2 separate regions of the Sus scrofa genome follow, and region 2 is linked to region 1. A link is a contact called in public Hi-C data. All regions are on one chromosome and are shown on one strand. The core of a region is the stretch at or near the end of the contact, and the rest is flanking DNA. Distances in the headings are between cores, read along the strand shown. Region 1 has its middle 34 kb from the start of TTC32. Region 2 has its middle 500 kb from the start of RDH14.

Region 1 (3,015 bases), core at 11-2,510:
AATGTGAGACCAGAGAACCTATATTTTAAAACGTTAATGCAAGGAGAGGAAACAGATGAAGAAAAGAATTTTGTTTTTTCCATTTTGCCTTACAAGGTAATTTGGGGAAAAAAACCCTTTGCAAAGTTGCCAGCACTGAACCGGGGAGAGTTCAGAAGTGAGAGTCCTACTCTGGTTTCAAACGAGGGACTTAGCGGCCCTTTCCCATCATTCAACGTGGATACACAGCCCTGACGTTTTTGATTTTGTTCTCTATTTCAAGAAAAAATGTGTCGTGAACCGACCGAGCATGGTTTCCCGGGCCGCGACAAATTCTCATGCAAACAGCGCTCTGGAACTGGATTTCCAAAGTCGTGTTCGGAGGGCCGTGTGTCCCCACCGCGGCCCCGGCGTGGGCTCCTGGGAGGGGGCGTGGGGGGAGCTGCATACAAATTGGATTCGAATATAATTGATATTTAAGTCTCTCTCTGGACACTTAAACTTTGATAGTTTACATCTCCGCTTAATAGCGTGTTAAATCATTTTATAACTCTTCTCAACTGTTTAATCTTTTCATTGTTGAAAAATGAGGTCGTTGATCTAAGCCGCGTCAGAATATGCCAGGAAAAACTTATTTAAATGTACCACACTTCACCACGGCACTCAGAGGATCCGAGGGACCCACGCGTGTCTTGGGGAGGGAGCACCTCTCTCACAATGGGGTCTCCCCCTGGGTGGGGTCAGGGAGGAGGAGGACTCAGCCAGTGGAGGCTGGGGGAGGCCCACAGGGGCGGGGGACGGGGTGGGGGTGGCGGGACAGGCTAGAGCCTGGGGTTTGGCCCTTAGACTGTGGCGTTGCCACCATCTAGGATTTTGGCTTCTCATTGGGCCTTGTCGCATATTCGCTTTTCTGGCCGACAGCATGTTCTGTGATCTCTCCCTGTGTCCAGCAAGGATGTTTGTGCGTCGTCATAACTAGGGTGCTTGTAGCTGGGGGAGAGAGGGACGGCGAGAGAGAGGAGAGGGGGAAGAATAAGAAGAAAAAGAGAGAAAGAGCGAGCGAGAGAGACGTTCTGTTCTTCCAAAAACAAGTATGCCTTCTCCTTGGGAATGACACCAAAGAATACCTTCTAAGTGAAGTATGTTTCCCTTCAGAGATTACAGCATCAGTTGATCAAAGTCCCCTGGAAATAGTTTTTGGCAACTCTGAGGTTCTCTGTAACTCCTCTTTGACTCGAGCAGGGCGGCCCTGGGCTGGGAGCAGCGGGTGTCCTGCCTCTGGCGGCTGAGGAGCCCTGGGGGAGGGACAGACAGGTGTCCCGTGTGTCTGTGGACCGCCTTGCGAATCCGTGGCCTCACGTGGGTTTGGGGTTGGTTTGGCTGGAAATGGTTTTGTTCCTCTGGAAAATTGATTGTGGTGTGCAGGCTGGCTCCCTCTGTCCAAGTAATGCAATACAGGCATCTTCGAAACTTAAACAGGGCTTTGGCAATCCTGGTGAAATGTATTGTCGTCGGCTCTGTGTCCTGACGTCCTCCGTAGAGTTGAGGAATGTTTGGACTTCGGCCCCCGAGCCCTTTCTGGTTTAAGTTTAATGAAAGGACGGGCCATCCAAACGTCTACCTGGCAGCGGGGAAGAGACCCTTCACGTTAATTATTGCTAAGCTCAACTGTCTCCTCCAAGCCCTATATACAGCCCTGCACATTTGTATACATTTTATATGGTCTATTTCCATTATAAATTGCCCATAAATTAAATACAGATTTTCCTGGGAACATCTTAAAAAAAGGGAATGGATCCGAGTGATACATGTTTCTGGTATTGGAGGTGACGTGGATGCGAGGGGGGCGGGCGGGCCGCCTGCGGACTCCCCAACATGGGGGTCACGCGTCTGGGTTAAGGCAACCTGAGTTGTGTGTGAACCAATACGCAGCGTGCCTCTTCTCCATCTTTCGTGTTGTGAGCTGCACATTGTGATTTCAGGAAGGATGGAGACTGATTGATTGACCAGACAGGCTGGAGGGGGGCCAGAGGGGGACAGGACAGTGAGGGATGCGAGCTCTCCCTTCTCTTCTCCACGGAGTGGGCTGGGCTGAGCAGGTTGCATCTGTGGCAAGGGGAGCATCTGTGGCACTGCCTCGGGGAGCCGTCCTTGCTGTGAGGTGTGTTGCCAGCATAATCTGTTGCTAATAACAAAGTCCTAAAGTATGTTGCAAAAGAAGTGAGAGCAGATTCAAGGCTCATCTCTGAGACATCCTTCTTGTCTCACTGCATTCCCAGTCCCTTGTTGAGTGGAGAGCTAAGCCTGGAGTTTTTCCCAGACTCCATAGAATCATGTCTGTCCTGAAGCCCATCTGCGCCTCAGCCTTTGCTGCCCCAGGGCCTTTGCACTTACTGCTCCCTCTGTGTCTCTGCATGACTTGCTTGCTCCATCCCCTCTTTAAGGCACTTACTCAGTGTGGCCTTTTACTACCCTGTTTAAAAACATACCCTGGAGTTCCAGCTGTAGCTCAATGGGATAGGCAGCATGGCTGGAACACTGGGACACATCCCCAGCCTGGCACAGTGGGTTAAGATCTGGTATTTGAAACTGCAGCTCAGGTCTGATCCCTGGCCCATATGGGAATTTCATATGACACAGGGTGGCCAAAAAAGAAAAAATATAATAAAAATAACAATGTATCCTGGGTACTAACCCCCTTCTTTGCCTTATTTATTTTTTCTACTTATCGTCTCTTGACATAATGGTTATTTTATTATTATTATTATAAGCAATAATAAATAGAGGGTCTGCGAGGCAGGAGTTTTTGTCTCTTTCATGCTCTGTTCTTCTCTCAGTGCCTGGCACCTAGTAGATTCTCAACAAAACATGTTGCACAAGCGCTTGAGCAAATGCCTACTGAAATGCTTTTGGAGGTCAGAGTTACGTGTCATGGAGGAAAAAAGTGTTGCAAAAAACCTGCTTTAAGAGATTAGACATGAGCCAGTTAGCAGAAATTATACGAAGGTAGATTCTAGTCTAATAACCAAAATAAAG
Region 2 (3,025 bases), core at 224-2,723, 650 kb after region 1:
TAGGAAGACACCCAGTTACTGGCAGAATCCACAGAGCTATAAAGGCCGACAGGGAGGGAGAGAGTTTAAACTTTAACTTCTCCAGACATCATGGGACCATCACAAAAATGAATCAGAAACACCCACTGAGAGCATTTTTCGCAGTCACCATGCAGATGACAGAAGATAAGAGATGTTGATAAAGGTGGAAAGTTCTCTACTGATAGCATCTTAGACCTGTGTGGATGGAGACACGCTCTCAGGAGTTCCCTGGGGAGTTCACATCACTGGTCTCCTTCTGACCTACAGAAACAGAAAGAAAACCACATCCAAAAATCTCTATTAGAAAACGTTGTTCCCCACCCTGGTTCTGGAAAGCTAAACCCAAAGGACCCCAACACCTTATCTCTTTTACAGAAGAACAAAGAAAGTGAAAAGAGACTTACAGTGACCATATAAAGTAGGGGCCAACTGAAATCTTGTACCCAAAGTCTCAGACCTTTATCTTTCTATTTTTTCCCAGCAGGCTGTGCAATTTCTCTCTCATTTAATCCTTCCTCATGACCGATGTAAATTAGGCATCTTTCCAATGAAAACAGTGGCTAACTTGGTCTCATTTTGCAGCTTAATCTTTAATTTATTCTTACTTTTACTCTAATGATTTGTGTAGAATTTTGGTTAACTCTTGAATGAATTTGGTGGAGGAGCAATTAAAAAGGAATCAGGTTGTGATATAGGAAGATATAGAAAGAGATGATTCAACCTAAAGACCTGAGGACTTTGAGAACAGCCTTTTTTTCATTTTTTAGAGTTTTATCGAAGTATAGTTGATTTACAGTGTTGTGATAATTTCTGCTCGACAACAAAGTGATTCAGTTATACATGTACACACATCCATTCTCGTTGAGATTCTTTTCCCACATAGATTATCACAGAATATTGGGTAGAATTCCCTGTGCTAATAATTCCACATACCTCAGTGTGCAGATGCCAATCCCACAGCCCCAGTCCATCCCTCCACCTCCCACCCCACACCTGTCCCCTTGGATAACCATAAGTTTTTCAGAATCTGTGAGTCTGTTTCTGTTCTGAAGTAAGTCCATTCGTGTCCTTTTTTTAGGAGTCCATATATAAGTAATGTCATACGCATTTTTAAGACAGTGAAAAATGAGATCTTTGGACTTCTCTTTGCTGCAAATGTGTATGGCTCAACTCCTCTGGGTCTCAGCCAGGTCAGGAGGCTGAGGAACCATGGGCAGACGCAAGTGTGGCTGGGAATATTCCGGGGGTTTCCGTGAACCTGTCACCGAGTTGCCCTAGCGACCTAGAAAAGAAGCTCTGAGGTAGTGGGCCAGTTTGCTGACACCAGCCCCACCCCCTAGACAGATCCGTTCATCTCCCCCAAAGGGAAGCTCTTTTCCAGGACACCAAGGAAGCGCCAATGCCAGCTATCTTTTGGCAGTCATCAAGTGGGTCCAAAATCCATCCTGGGCTAATTGCAAATCTCTATTTGTTCAAATGAAGATAAGCAGGAATGAAGTTCTGTCATCAGCTCATAGTTCTCAGAACCACTGGATTGACCTGGGGGCATGGGTTATCTTGAAGAAGACAGTCCTTTATTTTCTAGACTCTTCCATGTTCCTCTGTGGTACATACCCATGACTCCTGTAGGGGCCTTTGGTGGCTCCCCCAGTGTCTCAGACCCTGAGAAAACAATGGGGCTCATTTTCCCCATATCTTTGGTCTGGAGGCTGGGCAGCTGCTTTCTCCCCCTGGATCCTTCACTTTAGCCTCTGGGGATGTATCTCCTACTCAGGCGGTAAAGCATGTGGCTAATCTCCATCATCTAAGCTACTCTAGATATTGGTGAGTTAGGAGCTCAAATCATTGGCTGGTATGTCCTCTTTACAAATACTTATTTCCGTTTTACAGATAATAAATAATTCAACAGCAAAATAACTTGCGGTGGTCAAATGCCTGGCAAAGGGGAAAAAGTAAGCTCAGCCCCTGAAACCAAAGAGATTATTTCTTTGGGGAAGGTGTTCCATGAAAATTCCTTCTTCCCAGGGACATGCATAAAGCAGCTCTCTCCCCAACTCTATTCTTTAATATGTCACTTGAGAACTCACAATTTTGGAGAACCTGGTGCAGAGGGGGTCAATGGTCAGGTGAGCTTCGAAAGAGCTGCCTTTTATGTCTCTTGGAAATTTGCTGCACACCCTGCGAGATCCCATAGGACAGAAACCTATTTAAATTTGTCGAACTCAATTTCCTGAGTAGTTCCCCACGAAAACTTTTCCCCACCAAACACCTGTTATTATGTCACATAATCAGTATTCTGCACCCCACATTTTGTGAAGCCCCTCATCTTGGGGTAGCCTTTTCAGAGCTCCCGGGAGAGGCAGACTTCTCTCATCTGCTTTCTAAATTGTGCATTTTTATCACTTATGAGGCCAGGGCCATAGGTATTATATCAGCGAATTCTCACAGAAACTTGGAGGGAAATACTAGTCCTGCAACCAGTAGTCAGTTAATAATTAATAGTTATTAGTTATCTGTGGTGGGCATGACTCCAGGACAGGTTTCTTTTTATCCCCTTATAGATGGGCAGAGTGAGGCCCAGAAACGTTAAATAATCTAGCAGAGTCACATGACCTTCAGGTTGCAGAGCCAGAAATAAAAATCCATTTCTTTGATTCCCATCTTGAGTGGGGTCCACTTTTCCAGACTGTAGATGAGCTACTACTGTCGCCCTTGCCCCAGCATCACTTTGGAGTCTCAGAACGGGGTTGCAAGAGATGTCTTTGTTCTGAACCTCATCAAGATTCTTGCCGTTGCTCCTTTCCCACCCTCTGTTCTCCTCGCTTCCAGGTCTGAAGTAGAGGAGTGAGGCTGGTGAGTGACCTCCTGGGTAGAGGGGGGCCCCCTCAGACCTGGGGACATGGAACTCAGTGCCCCAGTCACTGTTGCGTTTGCATTGTCCAAAGACGGAGAAGATCGCTTGGCTCAAGAGCTTTGAATCCCCCTGCCCTTGTCTGCTTTGTAG

The links. A called contact is a pair of places that touch in the nucleus more often than the background predicts.
Region 2: a Hi-C map of liver shows a contact between it and region 1, with 11 times the contacts expected there. A contact is called at or near these places in 3 of 47 Hi-C or Micro-C datasets (embryonic fibroblasts, liver and skeletal muscle).

Annotation. Positions count from the first base shown.
Region 1 is chr3:118,305,816-118,308,830 of Sscrofa11.1, forward strand. No RefSeq gene overlaps it. Among named protein-coding and RNA genes, the nearest start is that of TTC32, 34 kb to the left of the region's middle.
Region 2 is chr3:118,955,443-118,958,467 of Sscrofa11.1, forward strand. No RefSeq gene overlaps it. Among named protein-coding and RNA genes, the nearest start is that of RDH14, 500 kb to the right of the region's middle.